Linked DNA regions of Mus musculus: region 1 is linked to region 2. A link is a contact called in public ChIA-PET data. All regions are on one chromosome and are shown on one strand. The core of a region is the stretch at or near the end of the contact, and the rest is flanking DNA. Distances in the headings are between cores, read along the strand shown. Region 1 has its middle 77 kb from the start of Sp4. Region 2 overlaps Dnah11 (dynein, axonemal, heavy chain 11).

Region 1 (6,300 bases), core at 589-3,088, 380 kb after region 2:
ACAAGAACCTAGATGAACCTGAAGAGGATTTGCCCTCAGACCCTGTGCTAAGCTCCAAGCCTATGGACATCCATCTCAATTTGCTCTCTGAGCAGAGACTCCAGCCATGTTGAGACACGATGAACCAGGTCACACCACACCACACTCACTCTGACTTGGAGCAAGGAGCTAACGTATTGACATTGTTCAAGCCACTGAATTTAGGAGTCAGTACTTAGTTCTTCCATACTCCAAATATACCAGTGCTCTGATGCCAATGTTCCCTTCCTCCCCTCCCCCAGTGTCTCCCCACCACCTCACATCTCCCCCAGATCCCACCCTCCTTTGCCTTCAGACAAGAACCGCCCTCCCAGGGACTTCAAGCAAACATGGCATAGCAAGCTACATAACACCAGACTCAAAGCATCATATCAAGACTGGACAGGCAACCCAGTAGGAAGAAAAGGGTCCCAGGAGGAGACAAAAGAGTCAGGGACAGTCCCTGTTCCCACTGTTAAGATTCTCAAGAGGACATCAAGTTACTCACCCAAACATATATGTAGAGGATCTAGGTCAGACCCCCTATAGGCTCCCTGATCTCTGTGAGTCCCCATGAGTCCCACTTAGTTGATTGGGCCATGTTCTTGTGATGTGTCTGACCCCTCTGGTTCCTCCAATCCTTCTTCCCCACCCCTCCATAGGACTCCCAGGTCTCAGCGTAATGTTTGACTGTGGTACTCTGTATCTGCTTCCATCTGTTGCTGGATGTATTCTCTGCTACCTTTGAGGTTCTGCTAGAGCCTTTCTTCTTTAAGTTGCTTTTGTTTCAGTGGTGAGAAAAGAAAACCAAGACCACAGCTTAGACAGTAGTATACTCACCTTGATGGGAAACATCTTCAGCTGACTACAGTCCTTAGTGAGAAATTCAGATTCGATATGGACTTTAATCCTTATGCGAACCAGCCATATTACAGACTGAATATTATAAGTTCATTAACTTTAAATATTGATATGGCAAATCAGATTGTTTTCTATTGCACGTGAGCAATGAAAACCTGCTTACGGAGGCAGGGGGCCATCAAAGCGAAAGAAGCATCAGAGTCCATTTGATGTTTTTAGAAATTCCCCAAAGCTCAAGCTGGGAGTGGAAAGCTCTGTGGTTAGTAACATCCTTGACAAAGGTGCAAAATCAGTATTACCTAATACAGTCACTTTGCCTAATAGGAGGCTGAGGTGAGAAAGGCCAAGTTGTTTGTTTGAGGTTGCTCAGTAGGTGCTGGAACCACCAAGCATGATTCAGACTGCACTGCACTGAGCATCTGACAGGGTGGTTCCTGGAAGAAGCTCTGATGGCTTCCCCACCCTCCTCCTCCACAGGAAGAGCTCTGCAGTGCTTTAGAGCCTTTTGGGTTGCCAATGTCATCAGCAAATTCATCTTTAGTTTGCAAGCTCTGCCTTGAAGAGCAGTACCCTTCAGGACGCTCTACCCTGCAGAACAGCGGGGCTCTCTAGTGAGTCAAGTCTGGCCTAAAGATAACAACAGCTGTCTTCCTGTGCTTGTGGAAGGAGTCTGAGCTCTCTGAGAGAGTTTTCTCTCTTTTCAAATGGAGTAACAGCAGTCCTTGGAAAAAATGCCTACCCTTAGGGAAAAAATTAGATGATGATAACAACAAAAGGAGAAAGAAAAGAAAACCAAAAAAATCCATCACCAGCCCAGCCAGGACCGTCAGCATGCGCCCCTGTTTAGGAAGCACCCATGCTTGTGCGTGTCTTCAAAGTCAGAAGCAGCTTCCTGTAGGAGAGCCACAGGGCAGGCCTGGGCCGCTGAGCCTTGAAACACTCTCTGATACCGAGACGGGCACAGGAAGTACAACCGCTGACTTCTCAGAGGAAGCCTCAGTGCCGCTTCGCAGAGTTGAAAGACAGACTGAAGAGAAAGAAGATGAAGAATGGTAAGCCCATCAATGTCAAAGACACTAGAATCCAGAGCTGTGTGAACAGACTCGAGAACTACCCCCAGATCATGGTGCCAAATTCTCTGCTGACAGTATTTTTGAAGCGCCCCACCCCACCCCACCCCCCCCCCCCGCCGACAATTGCCCAGACAGAATTGACACTTGATAGTATATAATCTGCCTAATAAATTTGATTGAAATTGTGACATTTTCAAAGTTATTTCTAGTATCTCAAATTAAGCTTTAAAGGGAGAGTTCCCTTTGATTCAGCTAAATCACAATAATTGGTTTTAAAGCAAATAGAAACACACTGATTATCAATTAAGCCAATGGATTGATACAAATGCGGGCTTGTGTATTTGTTTCTAAGCTTTGCCCTTCTCCCCGATACTCCATACTTACTTCTATCAATCTAGTGATTAGAAAAACAAAGTTCTGGTAAATGATGGAAATGTTACACAAACAAGTGCCATGGAGTGAAGTCCACATGTGCCAAGTACGGAGGCTCTGTTCATTTGAATGTGCCTGTCAGCACTTGAGTGCAGCAATTTTCATTATGAGCTTTTACTAACAATAAATACAGGCCAGATTTAAGGGGAAACATGGCTTATTTCCTCTTCCCAGGGACCCCATTTGGCTGCATCTTCTGTCCATGACTCCCACATTCTGTTGCTGTGGTGAAAGCCAGCGACCTACAGAGTAATTAGTTTGGGTTTTGTCTACACAGCACCCACATAAGCAATTGGAAAGTGAAAAATTCAGCCAAATCATCGGGCTTTGTGTGTGGCAGTTCCCGCATGACTTTAAATAGCCAGTTAGTGCTTTTCTGTTCGGTGAAAAGAAAAAAAAAAGGCATTTTCACTAATTGGTTCTTTCATCAGCATGTGGACTGCATTGTCAATAATTGGCCTAGGAGGGGTGAGCATGTTAGACTGTTGTTTTGCCTTGGGATGGGGAAGAAAAGAGAGAGAGAAACACAGAAAGGAATTGGATCTGCAGATGAATGGAGGAAGGACTGTGTAAAGGTGAGAAATGAAAGAACTCAGGTGACATGGTCACTTAAGGTACACCATAGGTCAACAGTCCTGTCTTTGCATTTATACATGGTCATCTGTTCCACACACAGCACCAACGCTGGAGGATATAGGCATCATAGATGCACCATTGTCTGGGGTCATCCCAGACTTTATCCCTCTGCCATGGAGACTGGGTTCAATGCTTGTGTTTCTATAGGTTGCTAGGTCCTGCTGGTGAACCTGCTCTCAGGGCTGTGCTCTGAGAACCAGTGACCAAGAGAAATTACTTTTAAGAAAAAGAACTGAGGAGCAGAGGCTAACATCAAGGCCACGAGTAGGGAGTAGAGCTGAGATCAAAACCCATCTCTCACCCTAGTGGTGGTAGGACATGCCTTTGATCCCAGCACTCCCTAGGCAGAAGCAAGTAGATCTGAATCCAAGGCCAGCCTTGTCTATGGAGCTCATTCCAGGACAGCCAGGACTGCAAAGAAATCCTATCTTGAAAAGTCAAAACAAATCAACAAAACAACAACTACAACAACAACTCCCACCTCTAATTCACAGCCCATTGCTTCTACCCCAGAGGGAATTGTGGGGGTTAAAAGGGACCTCAGTACATCCACACTGAGGTCTGCTCTGGGATCTATGAATCCATTCTTCTCCTTCTGGGTTTCTTACCCAGCAAAACGTGAAGTGTTCTTGTCTCACAGGAATCCATCCTCATCCCTTTCCTTGGTTAATACTGCTATTTTGGTATGTGAACAGATGTGTGTTTTTTCTAGTACAGTGGTCCCTTTCTATCCACTGGGGAATTGGTTCCAGATCCCTGTAGATATCGTCAAAACTACAGATGCTCAGGCTTGCCTATAAAAAAATGCTTTCACTTTGGCAAATAGTTTCTACGCGATTTTTTGTATCATTTAAATACTCTCTAGATTATGCATAATGCCCAATTCAATATAAATACTTTTCAGACAGCAATACTGCTTTGTTTAAGAAATAACAGCAAGAAAAAAAAACCCATTGTGCATTCCAGTCCAGATCAATTCTTTCTTTATACTATTTTTACATGAGGTTGGTTCATCTGCAGATGTGGAAGCCTGGGATATTAGAGGCCAGCTGTATTTCATGAGTGGCTCTCCATGATGAGAGCATACTCAGTGCACCCCCTTCCTTCATGATATGCAGAAACAGGTAGCAGAGAAAAACTAATCTAAGTCTTTGTTGTTAAATCCCCAAAGCCAAATTTAAGATGTAAAATAATAATGTAAAAACTGGGTCATAGCTTAGTCAGTAAATAGCTTGCTTGAGTATGATTCCCAGAACCTATGTATAAGAAGCAGAGCATGGTGGTACACACTTGTAACACAGTGTCAGGAAAGTGGAGACAGGCAGATCACTGGGGCTGACTGATCAGCTAACCTAGTCTACTGGTGAGCTCCAGGCCAATAAAAAATCATGTCTTGAAAGGCAAGATGGATGAGGTAGGTGAAAGACAGCAGAGCAGATGACTTCCATAGGCACATGCGCACATGCCTGGACACACACACACACACACACACACACACACACAGCCATTTACATGTCAACTGCTTATCTTCTGTCCCCTACTTACTACCTGAAGACAGCTTAGTCAGTCAGACAGTAGAGTAAGCAAGAGAGAAGAGTAATCAAGTGAGCATGCTCTGGAAGAAGAGCTGGATTTGGAAAGTATCACCTAAACTGAGTGTAGTCAGTACACAGTGACCATTCATCCACTATTCTTGCAGACCCAGGAGCCAGCACCAGCAAGACAAAGCCTTGGTGACTCAGACCACCTCTCCTAAGTGACAGGTTAATGAGCTTCCCTCAATAACCACCTTGATTGTTAGCAGAAAGAGTGACCCCATTGTCCTCCTGCATTCTTTTTTTTTTCCATTTTTTATTAGGTATTTAGCTCATTTACATTTCCAATGCTATACCAAAAGTCCCCCATATCCACCCACCCCCACTCCCCTGCCCACCCACTCCCCCTTTTTGGCCCTGGTGTTCCCCTGTACTGGGGCATATAAAGTTTGCAAGTCCAATGGGCCTCTCTTTCCAGTGATGGCCGACTAGGCCATCTTTTGATATATATGCAGCTAGAGTCAAGAGCTCCGGGGTATTGGTTAGTTCATAATGTTGTTCCACCTATAGGGTTGCAGATCCCTTTAGCTCCTTGGCTACTTTCTCTAGCTCCTCCATTGGGAGCCCTATGATCCATCCATTAGCTGACTGTGAGCATCCACTTCTGTGTTTGCTGGGCCCCGGCATAGTCTCACAAGAGACAGCTACATCTGGGTCCTTTCAATAAAATCTTGCTAGTGTATGCAATGGTGTCAGCGTTTGGATGCTGATTATGGGGTGGATCCCTGGATATGGCAGTCTCTACATGGTCCATCCTTTCATCTCAGCTCCAAACTTTGTCTCTGTAACTCCTTCCATGGGTGTTTTGTTCCCAAATCTAAGGAGGAGCATAGTGTCCACACTTCAGTCTTCATTCTTCTTGAGTTTCATGTGTTTAGCAAATTATATCTTATATCTTGGGTATCCTAGGTTTGGGGCTAATATCCACTTATCAGTGAGTACTCAACTCCACATACCAAGGAACAGTAGCTTTCATCCAACATCCCTAAGCCAGTATGGGACCTTTCAAGTCCTCTGACAGCCGTGGGAATGGAGCTCTTTCCGCCTTGGAATCCAAACTTCTTTGCCTTCTCCAGACACAATACTATCCAATACATACTTCACATGTTACATGGATGGCAACCAGCTGTTAGTGTATGTCCACATCTATGTATGGAGGGGATGCTGTATGTGTGTGTACATAATTCAGAGGCTGATGTCAATGTTCTCCTCAGCCACTCTCCACATTATCTTTTGAGTCATCATCTTTCGCTGAACTCAGAGCATGCTGATTCAGCCTGAATGGCTGGCCAGGGAACTCTGGGATTCTATTCTTTTCCCGATGGGCTCTGGGTCTGAACTCAAGTCCTCATGCTTGTGTGGAAAGCACATTGCTGACTGAGCCCTTTCCCCAGATGGGTAACTGAGTTCTTTATGTAATTGCTTTCCTCTTTAGACTCGGGTTTTCCAGAAGAGGCCAAACCCTATTCATCTTTTATACCCAGAGCACAGAAAAGTGGCCAAGACACATAGATATTTAACACATTCTTGTTCAATAGAAAAGCAAAGCCAAACCAAACCAAACTCCCAAATCTACAAAAAGCAGAAATGAATGAAAACAAACATATTTTAGTCATGTGTAGAATTATCTCATGGTGGTTTTAACTTGAATTTCCCTAATGACTAATGATGTTTAGTATCTTTCT
Region 2 (6,431 bases), core at 2,594-5,093:
CAGCCCCAGATAACCCTTCCCTGTGGGAAGATAAGGCAGGAGATATTGTGGCTGGTGAGGCTAACACATCCCCCAAAGCCACAAAACTATGAATTTTTATGTAGAGCTGGTTCTAGCTGAACAATACACACAGATCCCAAACAGCTATAAGAACCGGACCCTGCTTTCATGGGTGATAGGATTCCTAATCTTTAGAAAGCTGAAAAAACAAAAACAAAAACAAAAAACCCTGTTGGGAAAACAGTATTCTTTAAAAAACTGTATTCTATATTTGCCTAATAGGCACAGAGCACTACATATATAATGACGTACACACAGAGCTAAAGATGATGATGGAGAAGGGTGTGAACCGTGATGGGGCTTTCCCACCAATTTGAAGATAGAAGCTGAGGCTAGGATGAAGTTTAGGCAGATCCCTAAGATCTTCCTTTGGTTTTGTCTTGGTACTTCAAAATGGCTTTAGTGTAACTACTGTGTAGGAAGCTAGATATTCTAAAAGGACGTGCACACACCTCTCCTCAGCTATCAGACTAATGAAACAACAGATCCCAAAGAATTAGAATTGGCCCTGGAATCATACTGTAGGGAAAGGCTGAAGATACTGTGACAGCCACCAGAAAGAGAGTATTCCTACAACTTATAAGACACATGGCAAGTGAGACACTGAAGGGGCCATGGTGGGCAGGGCCACACTTGGACCAGGACTTTCTAATCAGGTAAAGCACATGCAGTCTATTTAAACCTAACCTTATGCTAGTAGCTTTAAGCTGGACTCAGGATTTCTCTCTTTAATGTTCTCACCAATGTAAACAAAGTCTCTTTTCTGTTTCCACATTCCGTGTGTCTTTATTCTTTGTGTTGAGTATGCACAGCTAAACCTAGATCATTAGGGCTACCAACAGGATCCAAGATTCTACTTGAAAAGTTATCGTATTGTCCGCATGGTCAACTTCGGACTTTATAAGTTAACACTTGTAATTGACATTTCAATGAAAGAATTGTGGCCCAAATCATCAATATAGCATAGTTATCACTGACGCAATAAATGTAATGCCCCTCCTGTTTGGCACAAGGAGTGTGTGTGTGTGTGTGTGTGTGTGTGTGTGTATACATGTAGTCACACACATGTGTAGGCACTGGAGAAGCATCAAGTCTAAATCTGACAGAAAGGTAACTTCTATTTGAGTGGATCACCCCTGCCATTCTGTGCTACACCTTCTAAGGTAGGGGATGCAGACATGGCAGCAGCACCACATTTAACTGTAATAGTGGCGTGGCATTGAGCCCTCACTGCAGTGTCATTACTTCAGGAGGGCAGACCTTCCTTCCTCTGTCAGTCAGATATCATGCCCAAGTGACATGGGCTGCTTCTGTCCTCAAATCCTGCAACAGAATTCCCCCTCCCCTGTCAGCTCATATTTTAAATTTACATTAAAACATGTCCTTTCATATGACCCTGATTTCGAGAATGCCTAAGGCTCACTTTGCCTTAAAGAAACCAAAACCAATGTTTTTCTCTTACGTTCCCAATACCATCTACTTTTTTGCTCCATGCATTCCTAACTGGAGCCTGTGCACTAACCATCACATCCCCAACTTGCTTCCATCTGCACCTTCAACCCTACTCCTAGTGGTATGCAAGACTTTCCCTCCCTCCTGCCTTATATTGCCTCTTCCTACCTCACTGCAAGAGGCAGCGCATATTGACAGGAGTGTCTGATGAGCAACACAGTGACTGACACTTAGGTGTCAGACTGCTTTTATGTCCTTTATTTGTCAGCTGTCATTTAGTTCCGTATCAGGTAACAGGAAAAAAAATAGCATACCCATTCAGTTAGATGCAGTCAGGGCTGTGGGCTGCCTCAGCCCTGAGTATGTACTGATGTCAACATATATAACATGGCTTGTCTATGGCCAAAAGGGGTCACCTTGTTTGTATAAGTACCTTCCACTCATCCAATGAGGTCAATAATTAAGAAGTGACAAAATTATGCCGATAACTTTCAGTCTTGCTGATGGAAATTAAGACTAAAAAAGCAATCAAATTAGCACTCATTCAAAAATGTAAAAGCTGTTTCTGACCTCTACAGAAAAGATACCACATGGTTTTAGGGGAATGTGGTCCCACAGTACTCTGAATTATAATTAGTGCTTCCCGTGTGACAAATCAGGAAGGTGGGAGGGTTAAATCAGCACCTTATAATGAAAGGAAATCATCTGGCTGATTGTTAGCAGGCAGAATTCAGCTTGATGGGAAGGCTGAAGTGCTAAGAAAAGTATTCCTATTTGACACCCAGGATCCTATAGGAGGCGGCATGACACCGTCAGATAGACCACAGCACCTTGTGCAGCCCTCGGGACTGCAAAGCCCGCCTCATCCAGCAGGTGTCAATAGTCCTGGCCAGGCTGAGATGCTGCTCCGCTGGAGAAAGCAGACACAGACACAGGACAGCAAAGACTGGCAGGCTGTGAGGCTGTGCGTGTGCTTCTCTGGAGCTGCTAGCTTGGATCTCCTACCAACCGAGGAGAATCAAAACTCCATTCAGAAACCAGCCCACTTCTTTTGTTCCAAGTTTGATAAAAATGAACCAAGGAAACTAGAAATCTGCTAGTAGTATGTGGCATTGATTCCTGTAGAATCAGAACTTCCAACCTCTCTTCTCAGCTGTTGGAAGATAAGATGATGCCCCAGTATTTCAACAACATTAAAGAACCTGAAGATTGTCCTAGGGGCTGGGAGTAACACTTAACACTACTTTTATCATAACTAATGGCTCTCTAGATGTGCAGATCTAATTCCTACCCCCCCCCCAACTTCAGAAGACTTGACTTTTCTTTTCTTTTCTTTTCTTTTCTTTTCTCTTTTCTCTTTTCTCTTTTCTCTTTTCTTTTCTTTTCTTTTCGTTTCTTTTCTTTTCTTTTTTCTTGTTTCCTTGTGCGTGTACTTGTCACATGATTGTGGAAGAGAGAAGGAGAGAGGAGGCAGGCATGTGCTCCCACCCCAGATGTGTTTGCCATGTTAAATGTTGCTTCCCCCTGCAGTCCAGTGATCAACAGATTCATAGACATGTTTAGGGGAGAAAGAAAACCTGTATGCAGCAGTGAATGCTTTTCACCACTCCCAAGCTACACACACCCATAGGGTTACGCCCTTTTTAAGGAGACGCAAAGGAAAAATAACATGCCACGCAATAAAGACAGCGGCATAGTAACCGTCAATCTCATAAACATACCCAGACTCTAACCATCTGGCCACCCGAGGACACGCTATTTAACAAAGTGCCATAATGTTTCTTTGGATGTGGGTGATCATGGCTCCTGGAGTAAGGGAGAGGGTGAGAACTTACGACATTACTTAAGTGTCCCCAATCAATTTTGGCTTAGAGAGAGCCACTTCCACTAATTCTGGGTCTATTCTAGGCACTCCCACCTTATTGCTCAATGGGAGGTGAGGGCAAAGCTCTCTGGGAGTCACATTCTAACACAATCTCTCTAATCAGAAAGGATCCTGGCCTCAACTCCACTGGGAAATCGGAAGGCTTGATTCAGTTGCTTTCTTTATTCTTCAAACCTACTTTTTTCACACAGACATTTAAAAACGTATTTGGAGATACCAAACTCATCAAGAAGTGACAAAGATAACTTATAACCCCATAAGGCCAGAATCCCACCCCCAACAATGCACAAAACCCAGATACAATGAAAAGCAACATAAAAGAAGAGATACATATTTGATACAGAGATTGCGAAACTGAAAGTGGCTGACCGAGCTTCCTGCCAATAGTGTACTGAGACTTGTGCACGCTGGGTACCTACCTCAGGCTGACGCAACGTACCTCAATCCCCTCAATTTCTTCGATGAACCTCCTGCTGACTGAGACCAGAGCCTCCTGTGGCCATTCATGAAACCAGTCAATAGCTGTGCAGTTAACTATGGCTGGGAACTTCCGGGCTCTAACTCGCAGTGTGTGGCCAACCGGTGAGAAACAAAAAACCATCTGTAGGGGTGAGGGGGGACAGGTCAGAAACAACAGAGGGATGAGTGTGCCAAGCAGTACACTGAAGTCTCAGACAATGAGGAAGGGGGCAAGGCCAGACACACTAATCAGCTACCCCAGCCCAGGCAGCAAGGTGCAAGGTAGCATTGACTTTCAGAGTGGCGGTGCCACAGGGCAGGCAGAAGTACAGTTGTGCTTTCCTCAAAATGTGGCCCCTCTTCTCTCAAGCATAGCTCATGATTCCCTTTGGGAGTGGGACATTTTACTTGTTCCCTAACACAAGCCACATAAAAATAAGTCACCATGATCGTCAACATTTCTACCTGCAAATTCCTTCTGTTACATGATTCAGTAGGTTTCACAAAGCTGAAATACCTTTTCAACGCAAAGTATAAAACAATAAAATAAAGCCAGATTTATCATCACAAATGACATCAATTTCTGTTTGCATTTAAAATAAAAAGTATCTTCTTTAGTTCTCACCTGAGATTTTTCAGAGAAAAATTTAAAACTTGGGTAGCATGTTTCTGCTAAGAAAAGTTTTTTTCTTACTAGCTAATGATTTAAAAGTTAATTAATATCTGAATAAGCCATTGTTCTGTGTTTGGGATCTGCCAGGGATCAGTTCCAGGATCCCTAACATACCCACAGGTTTTCCAAACACTTATATGAAAAGTATATTGCTTTCACAGGTCAAACCTATTATCCTTCAACCACCTATTAGTCCTTCCTGTTAGGATTACTTATTGCCCCTAAGACAAGGTAAACAGTGTAGGGAGTTGTTATTCTGTGCTATTTAGGGAATCAAGACAATAAAAAGAAGTATGTACACACTCGGTACGGTTATATGCACACTCCGTACAGTTGTGTTCCTCTTCAAATATTTTCACTGCACAGCTGGTGGGATTCATGGATGGGGACATGACAGTCAGAGGATCCAGTCGTGTATTTGTATACTCTCTCTAGACACAGGGATTCATCGGTAGAGCCTGAGGTTGGTTGCAATATCATGTCACAGACAGTGGATGGGAGGAACTCTTCATTGTCAGCACAGTAGGTGTGACCATTCAAGGGTCCTGAGCTTTAGAGGACCACCATTAGAAGTGTAAGCTCAGGGAAAGCATGAAGACACAGGAGACTGCAAGGATTCATTATGCACCCCCATCCCTGCCACCACTGCTATATACTTGAAAACTAGGTTATCTGTCAGCTGGGAAAGGCCCGAGTGGACAGTATCTCTTTTCTCTTCTTAGGACAGGTTGATGGTAGAAAATGAGACCCTCCTGGTTCCAAGGCTGAGCTCAAGACCATGGTCAGCCAATGGATGCTGTCACTGACTCAGAAGATATTTTTTTTTTGCTACTTATGATATTTTAAAATCCTTGTGAGAAAAAAAATCTTAGCATATATCAACCTGTACAATACCTCATTTAACAGGTTTATTTGCTATAGTTAACATTTCAAGACAGAACGCTAATATCTATTTTTTTCTACTATGATTACATTGTTAAATTGTATCAGTGTGTAAAATGGATGGTGCTATCAGCTGTGGGCAGAATGTACATCTCTTGAACTTTTTCATCATTTATGAGTTAAACTTTTATCTGTCTACAGAGACTTCCTCACAGTCTCCTGAGTCTATGGCAGACACTGTACCAGCTTCTACAAGTTTAATTCAGAGCATATAGTATAAGCAGACTATGCAGTATTGGCTAATCTGAAATGAGCTTAGCATTATGACATCAAAGGTCATCTATGGTGTGGCAAATGTCTACAGTAGAACAATATTCCATTGTTTATATCTATTTCCCCCTTATTTGCCCATATATTTTTTTGGTTGCTTCCTGAAAGCATATATTGCTGAGCTGTCCTGTTAGACTTCCCGATGCTTGGACTTTACTATAATACATAGTCACTTCTCAGAGCATCTTTTGAGAGCCATGGGTCTTCTTTATCTAGTGCCCAGCCCAGTGTGAAATTATATGATGATGATCCTTGTTTAGTTATTTACTAGTAGCAAGACACAAAAAAATATCTCTAATTCTAGAAAACAAAAACAGATTGTTGAAAGACTTTGTTATATTATCTTTCAGTAAATAATTCAGGCACATAAAGTAACACAATAAGATCACTTTTCCCCAAGGCTGAATAAATGTGATTCAGACACCATTCTTAAGAGTCAACAATATGCCACTGATGAGGATAGAAGTAGATTAAATATAGAAGTCATGGGAAAATACTTGGAACCTCAAGTATGAGATTTCTCTGCCTCTGCTGTACTCAAATGAAATTTGTGAAATCATGCCAGTCAAAGAGAATCAGTTGTGGAAAGTCACCATCTTGAGAAAAGAAGAGAAATCCTTGAATATGGGGAGAAGAAACAGCTGGAAAGAGAAATTTAAGACCTTAACTGTAATTTAAAAAATTAGACAT

What was found. ChIA-PET counts read pairs in DNA pulled down with a chosen protein or histone mark.
Region 1: a contact with region 2 is called in an RNA polymerase II ChIA-PET map of memory CD8 T cells, with 60 read pairs. The contact joins two enhancer-like sites. A contact is called at or near these places in 1 of 15 datasets of contacts at CTCF or cohesin (pro-B cells), 2 of 484 Hi-C or Micro-C datasets (CD4 T cells and liver) and 4 of 115 datasets of contacts at active chromatin or transcription factors (CD8 T cells, effector CD8 T cells, large pre-B cells and 1 more).

The regions. Positions count from the first base shown.
Region 1 is chr12:118,375,488-118,381,787 of GRCm38.p6, forward strand. No RefSeq gene overlaps it. Among named protein-coding and RNA genes, the nearest start is that of Sp4, 77 kb to the left of the region's middle. Within about 2 kb of position 1,839, at least 72 of the 459 cell types and tissues checked have an H3K27ac peak or open chromatin away from gene starts, as enhancers often do. A contact at or near this core is called in CD8 T cells, effector CD8 T cells, memory CD8 T cells and 1 more, where this site is marked.
Region 2 is chr12:117,991,293-117,997,723 of GRCm38.p6, forward strand. Dnah11 (dynein, axonemal, heavy chain 11) reads right to left here. Exons shown (of 82, transcript NM_010060.3): 55 at 3,837-3,998. Among named protein-coding and RNA genes, the nearest start is that of Cdca7l, 150 kb to the left of the region's middle. Within about 2 kb of position 3,844, at least 42 of the 459 cell types and tissues checked have an H3K27ac peak or open chromatin away from gene starts, as enhancers often do. A contact at or near this core is called in CD8 T cells, effector CD8 T cells, memory CD8 T cells and 1 more, where this site is marked.